2 separate regions of the Sus scrofa genome follow, and region 1 is linked to region 2. Evidence: chromatin contacts called from public Hi-C data. All regions are on one chromosome and are shown on one strand. The core of a region is the stretch at or near the end of the contact, and the rest is flanking DNA. Distances in the headings are between cores, read along the strand shown. Region 1 holds the start of ACYP1 (acylphosphatase 1). Region 2 has its middle 17 kb from the start of EIF2B2.

The links. Hi-C and Micro-C count contacts between places; a contact is called where the count stands out from the background.
Region 1: a contact with region 2 is called in a Hi-C map of skeletal muscle, with 8 times the contacts expected there. The contact joins the promoter of ACYP1 here to the enhancer-like site in region 2. A contact is called at or near these places in 4 of 47 Hi-C or Micro-C datasets (embryonic fibroblasts, epiblast stem cells, fetal liver and 1 more) and 2 of 2 datasets of contacts at active chromatin or transcription factors (alveolar macrophages and skeletal muscle).

What each region holds. Positions count from the first base shown.
Region 1 is chr7:98,262,003-98,269,019 of Sscrofa11.1, reverse strand. It overlaps ACYP1 (acylphosphatase 1), which reads left to right and starts at 3,867. Exons shown (of 3, transcript NM_001190198.1): 1 at 3,867-4,186. The coding sequence starts at 4,066. ZC2HC1C (zinc finger C2HC domain-containing protein 1C) reads right to left here and starts at 3,768. Exons shown (of 2, transcript XM_021099532.1): 1 at 1,498-3,768. The coding sequence starts at 2,808.
Region 2 is chr7:98,183,743-98,190,459 of Sscrofa11.1, reverse strand. No RefSeq gene overlaps it. Among named protein-coding and RNA genes, the nearest start is that of EIF2B2, 17 kb to the left of the region's middle. Within about 2 kb of position 4,274, at least 23 of the 83 cell types and tissues checked have an H3K27ac peak or open chromatin away from gene starts, as enhancers often do. A contact at or near this core is called in skeletal muscle, where this site is marked.

The DNA.
Region 1 (7,017 bases), core at 2,618-5,117, 79 kb before region 2:
GGTCGACCAGAAAGAAAACAGGAAAGAACAGGAACTGGTGATCACATTATCTGCAAAAGCAAAATGTTGGAAACTGGATTTCATGGAGATCATCGCTGACCATGGAAGGGACTTTCTTGTAGTTATTCCCCCATATTGTACGCAAAGAAATATAACTGCAAAGGACTTCTCCTAACAGCCATCACATAAATGTGAGTTTTTAAAGGCCCTGCAAATACACACATAACCTGTAAAGTGCTAACAGACCAGAGGTGCTAGCATAGCTGTGGGAGGGTTGGAAAGAAAGGAAAATAGAACACTCTCGGAGTTCCGGTCATGGCGCAGCAGAAACAATCTGACTAGGAACCACAAGGTTGGGCTGGGATCCCGAGTTGCTGTGTCTGTGGCCGTGACTGGCAGCTGTAGCTCCGATTCAACCCCTAGCCTGGGAACCTCCATATGCTTTGGGTGCGGCCCTAAAAAGCACAAAAAAAAAAAAAAAAAAAAGAATAACGCTCTGGTAGTTTATGAAACTCTAAAACTGGATGGGGCTTCGAGATTACGTGGTCTAGGCTTTCCCACACTTTAATCATTTGCATACCACTCTCACTTTATCCCCCATTATAGTTTTTCTTTAAATTCATGGTTCCTGGAAATCAAGGGCTTACTACGCAATATTTTTCTAATACACCTTAAGTTACTAAGATGAGAAATGTTTGTCAGCATGTCACACTTTGAGAAACACTCATGTACAACCCAAGTGGCATATTACCTTAACAGAATGGTAGGCTTATTCTTCAGACAACCATCTCCAGACATGACTGTCCAAATGTGCCTATGAAGTTCCCCCAAACTTATGAAAGTGTCTCCAAGTCCTTACTTTTTACAATCTAGTTTTTCCATAGCTAGAAATGTTAACCCAAAATAAAGTCCTCTACCTTTAAGGTGTTGACACTCGAAATGGGGAGAAAAAGAGTCCCAAACTTAATGGTACCTCATATATTTACTAAGAAGTTTCATCAAAGTTAATTGAAAAAGTATAGTTCTAGGAGTGGTAACAGGTCCTAATCTTGGGAGGTGGCAGGGTATATTGCAAAGTGTGAGGAATTCTCTGGGAGTGCTGAAACACTGCATAATTTTTTTCTTTATATTTTTCATGTCTTAAATTTTCTAAAATGTTTACTACTTTTATAATCAAAAGGACATATTTTTTAATTCTACATTTTGGAGTCATTCTGACCCAGATTTACATGCTGACTCTGCCATTAAAAGCTATTTGTGAACTCAGACAAGTTAACCTGAGACTAAATTTTGAAACTGATAAAGAGATACTGAAATCTTCCCAGGGTTGTGGTGACAATATCACAGTGACTGGCACACAGTAGTAATCAATAAATGTTAATTCTCGCTTTCTCCCCACATGACGCATGACACATGACATTTTTCTAAAGAAAACAGATGAGGATATAACAGGCTCACACCCCCATTCAAAGGCAAATCATTAAAGGCCCTTGTTACCTTGACTGAGGCCGATCCCTTCCAGTTCAAGTACTGCTCTAGTTCTGTGCCCTTAGCCCGGGCCCTGGAGGAGTCAAAGACTTTCCTCTTGGAACCCCGCATCCTGCTGCAGACATTGGAGTGTCTCTCAAGTCTGAGCAAGAGAAATTTCCGTCCACAGTGGCTGCACGCACCCAGTTCTGGCTCTTCAGTGGAACAGCTGGAACCCAAGGAGTCTGGGGCCCTAGACAAGCTAGAATGGCAGGTAGATCTCTGCAAAGCACTGGGTGGCATTTCTGAAGCCTGAGAAAACTTCTCCTTCAGCGGCCCTGAGACTCGGTCTCGGATTTGGTTATTGCTTGCCATCAGTCCTTCCCTTTTGAGCTTCTGAATTCCATGATCAGAGAACTGGAATGGACTAGAATTTTCTTGAGACCGTCCCCAAGTTTCATCGTCTCCTACATCTCTACTGAAGACCTCCGCAGACTTGAATTCTGGGGAGAAGATAGGTTTGTGTGAGGTGTTACTCTTGCCTTTAACTCTCCTCCTGGGTAGTGCCATTCTCCTCTGTAGCTCTCTTTTTTCATTTTCTTCAGCCTGTTCTTTCTTCTTCTGGATCCTTCTGAGTTCCTCCTCTGTCTTCTTCAGCTTTTCCCTCAGGAGAGTCTCTTTTCTTCGGATTTCCTCCTCTAAACTCTCCCCTGCAGCTTCTAGTCTTTGGATCTGCATCCATTCCATCCTGCTGGGGTTTGCCACAACCCTCTCCTCCTGAGTGGCAGCAACGGAACCAACCACAGATGAATTCACCCAGTTCCTTGAACCAAAACTGCTGTATGAGAGCTTTCTTGGCTGATGGGATCTTAGAGAGACATTCTGGTCCCCATCAGTGCCAGCCTCACCTGTACTACGGGACTTCCGGTGAAACACAGGTTTCAGTGGGTATGCTCGGTCCACCCCAACTCGCTTCTTTGTAAAGGGGATGAATTCCTGGATATTTGCTTTGGGATACTGGGATTGAGGGCCTGATGAGTAAAACAAACCTTTTCTCGAATCTTGCTGGCTTATTTCAGCACAGTGGGGATAGGAGCAGCTCCAGGCTTTCATGCTGGTGTTCCATTTGGGGTGAGTGTAGAGCTTATCTAGTGTCAGCTCTTTGTTGCTCAAAAGCTCCTGCTGGAAATTATTCCTCAGGTGCCCCATAGAAGACCGCTGGGAAGAGTCACCTTTTTCATAGGGATCTTGCTTAACTGAATGGAGCTCTGGAGCTTCCCTTTTATTATATGGGAACATAATGCCCACAGGCAGAGTCAGTGCCAACTGGAGGCCAGCCATTCAGGGCTTGGACAGAAGCCTAGGGGAGATTTAAACCAGACATATGTGAGGAGTTTGTCTGAGGTTCATCTCAGCTGTGAAAGTAAACTATTTCTACACTTGTCTTACCCACAGTTTCCCTTAGACTTTTTAGGGACAGTGCTGCTAGGTCTAGCATTTGATAAGCGCTTATTATGTCCTATGGGTGCTTATTAGGTCCTAAGGATAGAAAAAGGGAATGTGATACAGGTGTTCCTGCCACCTAGCTTTCCTTTATATATATCATACATAGTGATGCTCCTGCTTACACAGTATACTCCGTAGCAGGCGGAATGAGCTATTGGGCTGAAAGTCAGTTTTCAGTCAGGACAAGCAGCATCCCCTCGCCGGCTCCAGTTTCTTCACCAGTAAACTGAGGGGTTCACTTAAGAGTTAGATGGCTGGAACTTAGGGACCTTAGGACTCCAAGTCCCGCTCCACCATTTTACAGGTAGAAAACTTCAGCCTGTTGGTAAGCAACTGGCACAAACTGCTCTCAGGACTTCCCGCCTGCTGGAACCGTGCTGGACCCCAAAGTGCAGAGAGCCGGCTCAAGGCCTGCAGCAAGTGCCTGGCTGGCAAACCCTCTCGCAAGGTGTCCTCGCAGCGCAGATGGCGGAAGGTCGGTAACCTGAGAGGCGGAGAACACCTGATCTGGCGGGGTTCATATCCGGAACGCATAAGTCCTGTTCTGTCCTGGAGGGTCAGCCGGGTAGCCCCACTGGAAACTCTGCTTTAGGGACAAGTGCTCGCTCTTCAGTCTCTCGGGCCCTTGGGAGGTCGAGGTGCTGACCCCATATCTTCCCGCCCTTCCGCGTACCTGTTCTAGCAGACGGCTCCTGCTCAGGGGAAACCCCAGAATTTAGTTTTCCAGACCACACACCACCCTCCCAACCGCCCGCCGCCGTGCAGGCGCTGTTGGCGGGCCTCTGTTATTCCTGTTGCCTGGAGACCGAAGCGCATGCGCACCCAGTCCCGCCACGCCCCGAATTCCACCGGAGAAGCGTGCGCAGCCGCAGTCCGCACACCCGGGAGTCGCCCGGTCGCGGGCGCGGTCAACACGAGTGTCATTTGACCCGGTGTCCCACCAACTCTGCAGCTCCGTCCAGCCCTGCCCTTAGGGAACGGGAGAAGAGGGTGGGAGAGGCTTTTCTGGGGCTCCATCAAAGGGCTTGTATTTTTTTTTTTTTCTCAGAGCGATGCTTTCAGGTCCTGGGGTGTGTCCTTCTCTGGCAAAAGATGGAGCGCCTTAGATGTGTCCTCAAGACCTGCCGCAGGATTCCGGTGTCCGCCCTCTTAGCCGCCGTGGGCATACTGATAGCTTTTCTTAGCACGCTCGGCTGCTTTGTACGGGCCCCAGGTACGGCTGTATACTGTCCATGGCTTTCCTTGCAAATAGTTTGGAGCTTGCGTCAAATTTTAGCAAATCGGCTAGGTTTTGCTACGCGGTGTCTTTTGCAGTATCTTTCCGGGGACGTTTTCGTAGCCAATCTAATTATTTGGATATAATGTTTTACTCTCACGTGGTAACTCTGATCCTCTCTTCTTGCGGCCAAAGAGTGACTCAACCAAGTGTAATGATAATAAAGTTAACTACCAGATCCAAAATACTCAATATAACCTGGTTTCAACACTAAAGATGCTCTGTAACTTGTTAACATCAGAAGAAGGTTTGTTTGTCTTTATGCTTCAATTCATTTGTGTAAGCTACTTGGAACAAGCAGCTTACTTTTTTCCCTGTAACTGCTTAAAAGATTCATGCCCATGGAGAACAATACGGACAGCAGTGGTCGGTGTTAATACTTTAATATGTCATATTACAGTTTTTACATGTTACGAAGAAATTCCTTGGTGGCACTCCAAGGGCAGTACTTTTATGCCTTGTTTTCTTTTCTAATTGACTCTCCACTGCCTTCTCTATGTATGCATTTCCAGACATTTCCCACTCTTCTCAAGGCCCTAATTATCTCAGCATGGGGCTTGTCTGTCATCAACTCCCTAAGCTCCCCTCCAGTCTGGCAGAATTTCCCAGGGTGCCTCCCTCCATTTTAACTTCTTTCGCTCCTGTTTCTGAGGAAGAAGAATCTTTTGTCTTTCCATGAAGTCTCTCTCTCTCTTTTGTTTTGTTTTGTTTTGTCTTTTTAGGGCTGCATACGCAGCACATGGCTGTTCCCAGGCTAGGGGTCAAGTCAGAGTTGTAGCTGCTGGCCTCCGCAACAGCCACAGCAACGCGGGATCTGATCTGAGCTACGTCTGCGACCTACACCACAGCTCACAGCAACGCCAGATTCTTAACCCACTGAGTGAGGCCAGGGATCGAACCCGCATCCATATGGATACTAGTCGGCTTCATTACTACTGAGCCAGGAGGGGAACTCCTTCATGAGTTCTCTTGAATTAGTCCCTTAAAGTACCCTCCAGGCATTGACTCACTTTACCCCTACACCTTGACTTCAGATTGTATCTATCCATACACTGCTTCTCTTTGGGTTTTAAAATATGCTTAACTTTCCGCTGCAAAACTAACCTCATTTCCCTTGACCTGAACTCTCACCTGAGGATTCCATTCCTTTCTCTTAATAGAAAAATAGAAAATTAGATTCTTGATAGAAAGTTTTTCATTTGCTGCCTTGATGCTCCCTCATTGCTTAGTCCATTGTGGTCTGGCTCCCCCCTCTCCACTTTATTTAACCACCAGGCTACCAGTGACCTTCCACTGACCCAAAAACAAAAGCTGCTATTTCTTCAGCTTACTCATTTGACATTACTGATGTTTCTCTTCACTGGAACTCTCTTCTCACTTGCTCCTGTGTGCCATCTTGGTTGCTTCTTTCATGTCCTTGCTCCATCTTCTTTCGTGTCCCTTACATTTACGTATTTCTTCACCTGCCCCTCAATGTAGGTCTTCTCCAAAACAAGCCCTCTTATTTCTCATATAAATGCAGTTTCAGACATTCTCTTCCTTAATGATTTCAACCAGATACTCAAATTTCAAATCTCACCTATGTTTAATTGCTCTCTAGCTCGTTCTCTCTGCTTAGTTACAGACTCAGATTTCCAAATGCCCATGTAGCACCTCCACATGAATATTTCTCAGGAACTTCAAACTCAATATGACAAAAAGTAAACTCACGATCACCTCCCCATTCCCCCAATCCACTTCTCCAGCGTTCCCGCTCATGCTGAAGTCAACAGTCATCTTCCACTCCTCCCTCTTGGTCATCGCTTCTCTCTAACTGGTCAGCAGGCTCTGTTGAATTTACTCTGCAATGTCTCTTATATGCGTCCCTTCCTTTACACTTCTGCTGCCCTAGGTGAGTCCTTCCTCACTTCTCATTGGGACAGCACCACTCTTCTAACTGCTGTTCATCTGCTCCCCAAGCCCATCCTTCATGCTGCTGCTAGAATAATTAATTATCCTAAATACTGTTGATCCTGGAGTTCCTGTCGTGGCACAGTGGAAACAATCCAACTAGGAACCGTGAGGTTGCAGGTTCAATCCCTGGCCTCGCTCAGCGGGTTAAGGTTCTGGTGTTGCTGTGGTGTAGGTCGGCAGCTGTAACTCAGATTAGACCCTAACCTGGGAATCTCCATGTGCCCCGCAGGTGCGGCGCTAAAAAGACAAAAAACAAAAAACCCAAAACTGCTGTCGATCCTGTCATTCTCCTACTCCAATGGCTTCTTCTCTACCTAAAGAATAAACTTGAAATGTGTAATTTAGCATGGTATTTCAACTTTCCAGGTTAGGTCCAGCCCGCCTCTCCAGCCTTGCCTACCCAGAATCTAGCCCTGAGGATCTCCGCCCTGGCTATGCTTTAGAACTACAGGGAAAGCAATTTCTGGGGATGAAGCCTGGATATCTGTATTTTGAAAAGCTTCCCCCGAAGTTCTAATGTGCAGCCAGGGTTGAGAATCCCTGGTCCGTCCGCACGTGATTACTTGCACTTTCATACCTCAGTGGTACCGCCTTACTCCAAGGTCCATGTACTGGCAGGTGGTAGAGCATAGCATTCATGGGAGTAGGCTCTGGACTCAGACTGCCTGGAATTAAATCCCAGCTCCCTCACTTACTGTTTGTGGTTGTGTAACCCTGGGTAATATACTGTTTCCTCCAAGAACACTTTCCCAATCTTCTCAGTCAGAATGAATCTCTTTGCTCCTTTGTGCTCTCATAATATTTTCTGTCCTTGT
Region 2 (6,717 bases), core at 3,025-5,524:
GCTTGGCTCAGCTGGTTCCCAAGTGGCTTGACTTCCTCCCCCCACTCCGCCACCACCCCCCACAGTCCCCAGGGAGCCAGGGAGGCCACTGGCAGAGTTGGCCCTTAGTCCCCCAGGCCTCCCAGAGCCCTTTCCCCCCACACCTTGGAGCCAGATTTCCCCAGGAGAGTGGGAGGGGACCCTCCAACCTCCCTAAGTCCCTTTAGGGCTTGCAGGCCCCGTCCCCACTCCTTCCGCTGCACACTGAGGCTCTGCTCCGGGCTGCAATAACAGGACTTTGGGTATGGGCTGTTGTTTTTGCAGCTGGGCTGGGGCGGAGCAGCAGCGGGGGAAGACGTCGTGGGTACTGACCATCTGAGAAAGCCCTGAGCCCACATTCCCGCTAGAGCTGGGACAGCCCCTTCGGGCTAGTGACTGTGCTGTTCCTACAGAGAGGCCCCCGGGTAAGGAGTGTGGAGGGAAGGCAGAGGAAAAGGCCAGCAGGACGTGGGGAGGAGGGACGGGGGCGGGCGGGAGTGAGAGCTTAGAGGACCCCAGGCCTTCTCTGAGCCAGCCCTTCCCCAGCAGGCTGTGCTTCTCCCCTCATTTCCAACTGCAGCTGGACTAAGCCTCTCCCCCTGCCCCCACCCCCACACACATCTGGGAGATGCTGGAGCAAGCTTCCTTAAAGCAAACAACAAACAAAAAAAATCTCATTTACTAGGGGCAAAATGTCAGAAACGAAAAAGATCACCCTTAATCCCCTCACTCAAAAATATTCATTAAGAACATTTTGATATATTTCCTTATGATCTCCTTTTTAAAAATACTTATGGTAAAATATGCATAACATAAAATTTACCGTTTTAACCATTTTAAAGAGTATATCCATTTTTAAATGTCTATTCATATTTTAGGCAGCCATCGCCATCTCCAGAATCTTTCATCTTCCTACACTGAAACTCTGTACCCATTAAACAATAACTCTCGACTCCCCCGCAGTCTTTCTGTCTCTAAGCGTTCGACTACTCTAGGTGCCTCCTATAAATCACACAGTAATTGTCCTTTTCTGTCTGGCTCATTTCAGTGAGCATAATGTCCTCAAGGTTCATCCACATTGTATGTCAGAATTCATTACTTTTTAAGGCGGAATAATAATAATAATAATAATAATAATAATAAATATTTGGAGTTCCCTTGTGGTGCAATAAGTGAAGTCTGTGGCATCACTGCAGCAGCCCAGGTTGTTGCTGTGGCATAGGTTTGATCCCTGGCCCAGGAACTTCCAGGCATGGCCAAAAATAAAAAATAAATAAATAAAAGGTAAGGAAAGTGACAACTTACTTATAAAGCAATAATAATAAAATAGTTTATGTTGTGTTTATCCATTCATCACCGATTTTTCACATAGTTAAGATAATACTTTGTCAGCAGTTAGATATCCTGTTTTTTTAACCCAGATGTTGCCATGTCCTTAAAATTTTTTCCTAAAGATGCAAACTATTACATTTAGAATGGATAAACAATAAGGTCTGCCTGTCTAGCACAGGGAACTACATCCAATCTCCTGGGATAGACCATGATGGAAAATAATATAAAAAAAAAAAAAGAACGTATATATATATGTATGTCTGAGTCATTTTGCTGTACAGAAGAAATTGGCACAACATTGTACATTGGCACAACAAAGCAACTTATACTTTAATGAAAAATTTAATTAAACATTTTCAAAAATCAGCTATTTTCCTAGTATAGTTTGTAGTGCTCACTCCTTAATTCCTTATGTGGATGATGTCGCATAATACGCTTAACCAGTCTCCTGCCACTGGATCGTGAAGGATCTTCTCTGTTTGTGTTTTTGTTTGCTTGCTATTATAAGTGACACTGAGAAGACCATCTTTGTTTTTTGTTTGTTTGTACTTTACTGGAAGTTCCCAGAGTAGGGGTCAAATCAGAGCGGTAGCTGCCAGTCTACACCACAGCCACAGCAACGCAGGATCCGAGCCGCGCTGCGACCTTACACTGCAGCTCATGGCAATGCCTGAGCATTTTGATATATTTCCTTATGATCTCTTTTTAAAAAAAACTTATGGTGCAATATGCATAACATAACCCAATGAGCAAGGCCAGGGATAGAACCTGCGTCCTCATGGATGCTAGACAGATTCGTTTCCCCTGAGCCATGACGGGAACTCCAATAAGTGGCTATTTTTTTTTGCAAGGCTGAGTCACCAAGGGGTCTGCTCATTGGTCCTGGGCCAAGGTTAGGTCACACCTAGGGTGGAGACCCCACACCTCTTCCCCATAGTTGCTTCTTTGCTTCCAGGCTGACTGCACTGCAGTCTCCCTGAGTCGGCTCCAGGCCCAGGCTGGCACTCTCTTGAACTGCTCTGCCCCATGGCCATCAAGGACTTGTCATCCTGACTGGAGAGACCAGCCCACCAGGATAGTGTGGTCTCGAGGACCCTCAAAAATGGTTGAATCCCTGCCAGTGGAGGCCTCCACCTTTCTCCAGGGGAAGAGAAGGGCTAGCACAGGCGTCCTTGGCTCCTCAGGACCAGGCACATGAGCGCTCAGCAATTTGCTAAATGTGTGGTGAAGGAAGGAAAAGCCTCTGGATTTCCTATGCTGCTCCTGGGAGGAGCCACAGACATGATTTTTCTGGAAAGTTTGGGATGATATTTATCAAGAAGACCAAGGAGTGTTTATCACCATCATGAGCAATTCTGCTTCTGGTACTCGCCCTTGGGAAATAATCTGAAATGTCAGAGGTCAGGCAAGGGTGACAGGAGGGCCCAGAAAAATTTCTGCAAAGATGTTCTTCTTGGAAGTTCCTGTTTGGCTCAGTGGTAATGATCCCGACTAGTATCCATGAGGAGGCGGGTTCAATCCCTGGCTTTGCTCAGTGGGTTAAGGATCTGGTGTTGCTGTGAGCTGTGGTGAAGGCCAGGGGCTACAGCTCTGATTTGACTCCTGGCCCTAAAAAGACACAAACACACACACACAAAAGAATAGCCATTTATTGAGGGATTAGCTGTAGGCAAGGCCCATTGACTCCCCGCACAGACCCTAGGCAACATAGCTACCTCTGTTGTCTTCATTTTCCTGACAAGGCATCTGAGTTCCACAGCCCTTTGGTACCTTGTTCAAAGCACACAGCCGGTGTGTAGTAGAGCGGAGATTTCTACTCAGGTGTCTCTAGCTCTACAGCCTGTGCTCTAGACTATTCCGGCTTCTTCTCACAGGGGCTCCTCTAGCACCCCAAGGAGGAGAGGAGGAAGGGCTATCTATCAGTGATCATCTATGCGGTGGGATTTGGCTCTGCCCTCTCTGCCCAGCCTGGTCAAATCCTAGACCACTGGCCACTGGGAATGAAGAGTGCTCTGCGCCCCCAGGGGCCCCAGGTGGGGCAGAGATGGGGGCAACTGGGGAGGGAGTGGCTGGGGACCGCACAGCACACAAACAGCCTGATTGTGTTGCAGACTCTGCTCTTTGGGAAATTAAGTATCACAAAGTTGTCTTGTTCTGGCCAATCTGGTGTCCCAGAGATCCAGAGCCAAAGAAAACACGGGCTGAGTAACCGGAGCCAGCAGTGCTGAAGGCCACAGGTGAGGCTGGCTCTTCCAGGGCTGGGCATGGGAGCTCCTGCAGGTTCCCAAGCTGAACCCGGCTGCTGACACACGGAGGATCCTCCCTGCCTGTGGCTCCTTGGGGTCCAAAGGACGAGCCTTGCACTAAGGAAACTATTCCACAGACGGATAGGAGCAGGAGATCAGAGGAGCTCAGAGCCACCCCTTCACTGAACCCCGGCCTTGGGGGCCTGCAAGCGGAGAGACCTTGCCACATCCTGAAGACACCGGGAGGCTCAGAGATCCGCAAATTCCATGGGCTCCATTCCTGAGCCTGAGGAACATGCATCGAGATGAGCCGGGCTGGGGGCTGGCCAGGCCTCTGGCACTCACAGCACCCTACAAGGCAAGGGAAGGCAGTTTAGTGGGAACCCGGGCTGGGAGGGGTGAGCTTTTTTTCCGGAACAGGACTCCCTGTGGGGCGCAGAGCAGAAGTCAGTGGGCTCTAGAGTCCCGGACGTTCTGGTTTGACTCGGCTCGGGTCAAGAGGGCGGCCCACTGGCCTGGCCTCACCAGCCAAAGCCAACACAGGAAATGCCAAGCAGACCTCAATGTCCGGGCACCTAATTTCCACTGGCTGGCAGAGAGCTCCCGCCTCCCCAGCAGCACTGGGGCTGGGAGGGAGCAATGGCGTTAGTGCTCGGGAGATGCGCAGTCCCCGGGCCTGTCGCGTGGGCCCTCCACCCCAGGGCCAGGAGCAGCCAGGCAAACACGCAGGAGACCAGCAGGCAGCGGGAGGAGCCAGGCGTTACCCTGGCCGGCTGCCACTGGCTTGTTGTTGGGATCTAGTTTCACGCTGCTGCTCCTTGGAGGAGAGCTGCGAGGGGTCATCCCCTCTGCGACGCCCGGGGAAGGAGACTGATGGGCAGACAGTTGTTAACGCTGCCGCCGCCACCGTGGTGATTAAGGGCCGCTGTAATTGGCCTCGCAGCCAGGCAGGGGCCGGGCCTGCCAGCCAGGGTCTGTGGGGCAGGGGAGAGCGCCGCGGAGCAGGGAACAGCATGTGCTATAGCTGTTTGCGCTGATCAGATTAGTTTGTGAATTGACACTCAATCCTCCTCAGTGATTTTCCTTCCAGGGCCCCCTGCCAAGACCAGAACTGTGGGCATGGGTGGGTTGTGGGCAGGGAGGGAAGTAGACATGGATCTTTTGGGGCTCTTTTTACCTGGGCCTTCATTGGGGGCAGGGTCCAGGGTGAGAGTCTTCCTCTGAGGTATGGCCTCAGCTTAGCCAAAGACCACTCAGCAGCCCCCCAGTGACCGCTCAGCCAGCCCCAAGTGGAGGGATCTCTTGCTGGTAAAGATGCTCGTTCCCATATGCCCAGGGGTGCCTGGTGCAAGGCGAGCCTTGCAGGTGCATTCTGTACTCCCAGGCCCAGCATGGTGCCTGGCACGGAAAGTAGGTTTGCCAAGGATGTTGGCAAAGTGTGTGTGGGGGATCAGTTTCTTCTTCCCCGCTTGGCCTGAATGCCTTGTGGGAGAATCTCTATGATCCCCTTCCAGGTCCAGGTGGTCCTTGTGGGGTCAGTTTTGCAGACAGTCTCAGTCGCAGAGAGCCCTCCAGGCCACCCGTCCCTGCCCTGCTTCTGCAGGCAGCACCCCTTAAGCCACTATGATGGACAGTTGGGCTACATTTCGACCAAGGTCTCCCTTCCTGCATTAGTATGCATGTGCAGGAGTGTGGACATGCACGCGTGTGGTGGGGGAGAGCACGTGTGCTGTCCTGAAAGAACACCGGGGAGTTCCTTTCCTGTCCATTCTCTGTGTTCTGTCAGCTTCCCAGCTCCCTCCCTTGGAGGTCCCAGGCAGGGAGGCAGACAGCTAGGTATCTGGTGTGGAGGCCTCTGGGTCACGACCTTTCCAGAGCCTGTCTTATTTATACTTCAGGCTGAGGCACAGGCTGGGCTGGCCTCTCACCTGCCTGTCCCCTCCCCAAAAGGATGCCCCAAGCCGACTGTGAGTAGGACCTGGTCCTGGCCATAGGGCCTTGGCTGGGATAAGGGGTGACCCCCTCCCCCCAGGTAGCTGGAGCCCTAGAGGGAGAACTGAGACTGTCAGGTTGGCACTAGTGGGCAGGGGCAGTGGCCCACACCCACCAATGGTGTCAAGGGAGAAATGCCCCTCAAGGCCTAGAATATTCGTGCCCCAGACATCCTGGGGGCTGAAATGCAATCCTTACTTCCCTCTTACTAGGTTTGGTTTGAAAACCTCCACACTGCCAGCTGCCAGCCTTGCCCAGCCCAGACCTCCAGGGCCACGGGCCCCGGGGCATGAGTACAACATGGGCTCCTAGAGGGCGTGGGAGGAGGGCCCCACGGCACTTCAAACAGACCCTGTACCCCTCCTAGCCTGCTGCTCCTTCTTGTTCTGCAGCCCCTCTCTCCCATCCCAACCCTCCCTCAGGGGGTTTCCAGGTTCTCTTCTCTGTCATACCTGCCCTGTGCAGGGAAGGAACTGGAAGGTGTGGCAGGGTGAGAATAAGGCCTGGCTGTGAAGCCTAGGACAGCCATTAAATATTTCTGAGCCTCAGTTTTCTCATCTTTAAAATGGGAGTGAGCCAGAAGGCCTGGGTTCTGGGCGTGTGGAGGATGCAGGAACCGAACCCGAGGAGGTGGAGAAGGAATGCTGAGAGTTCAGCTGTCTTTATCACCTCCAGCCTGCAATGCAGGATAAAGAGCTCAGCTCCTGCTGCTCACTTTGCAGGAGGAAGGGAAAGGACAGCTGTCGTTGGGGACTTGGTGGCTGCATTCTTGGGGAGGTGTGGGTGTTGCTACGGTTACCATTTGGTTATTGCTGCCCTAAAAGGCTGGAGGGCGAAGCGCATGTAACTTTAAAATTCCGTTAATGGGACGGTGAAGGATCTACTTCACTCATCCCACTTTCTGAACCTTTTGTGGCATCCAAAGCACAGTATGTTACAAAAGCAGGGTTAATGAAAAGAAGGAAGTTGCGCGGCTGTGGCGTGTGTTTTACAACTGAGGAGGGTGGATAATGGTGAGGGTTATACAACCATAGGAGTGCGCTTAACGGCTCTGAAGTACACTTTTAAAAAGTGGTTAAAAGGATACACTTTATGTTATGTATAGTTTACCTTGATAAAAATGAATTGG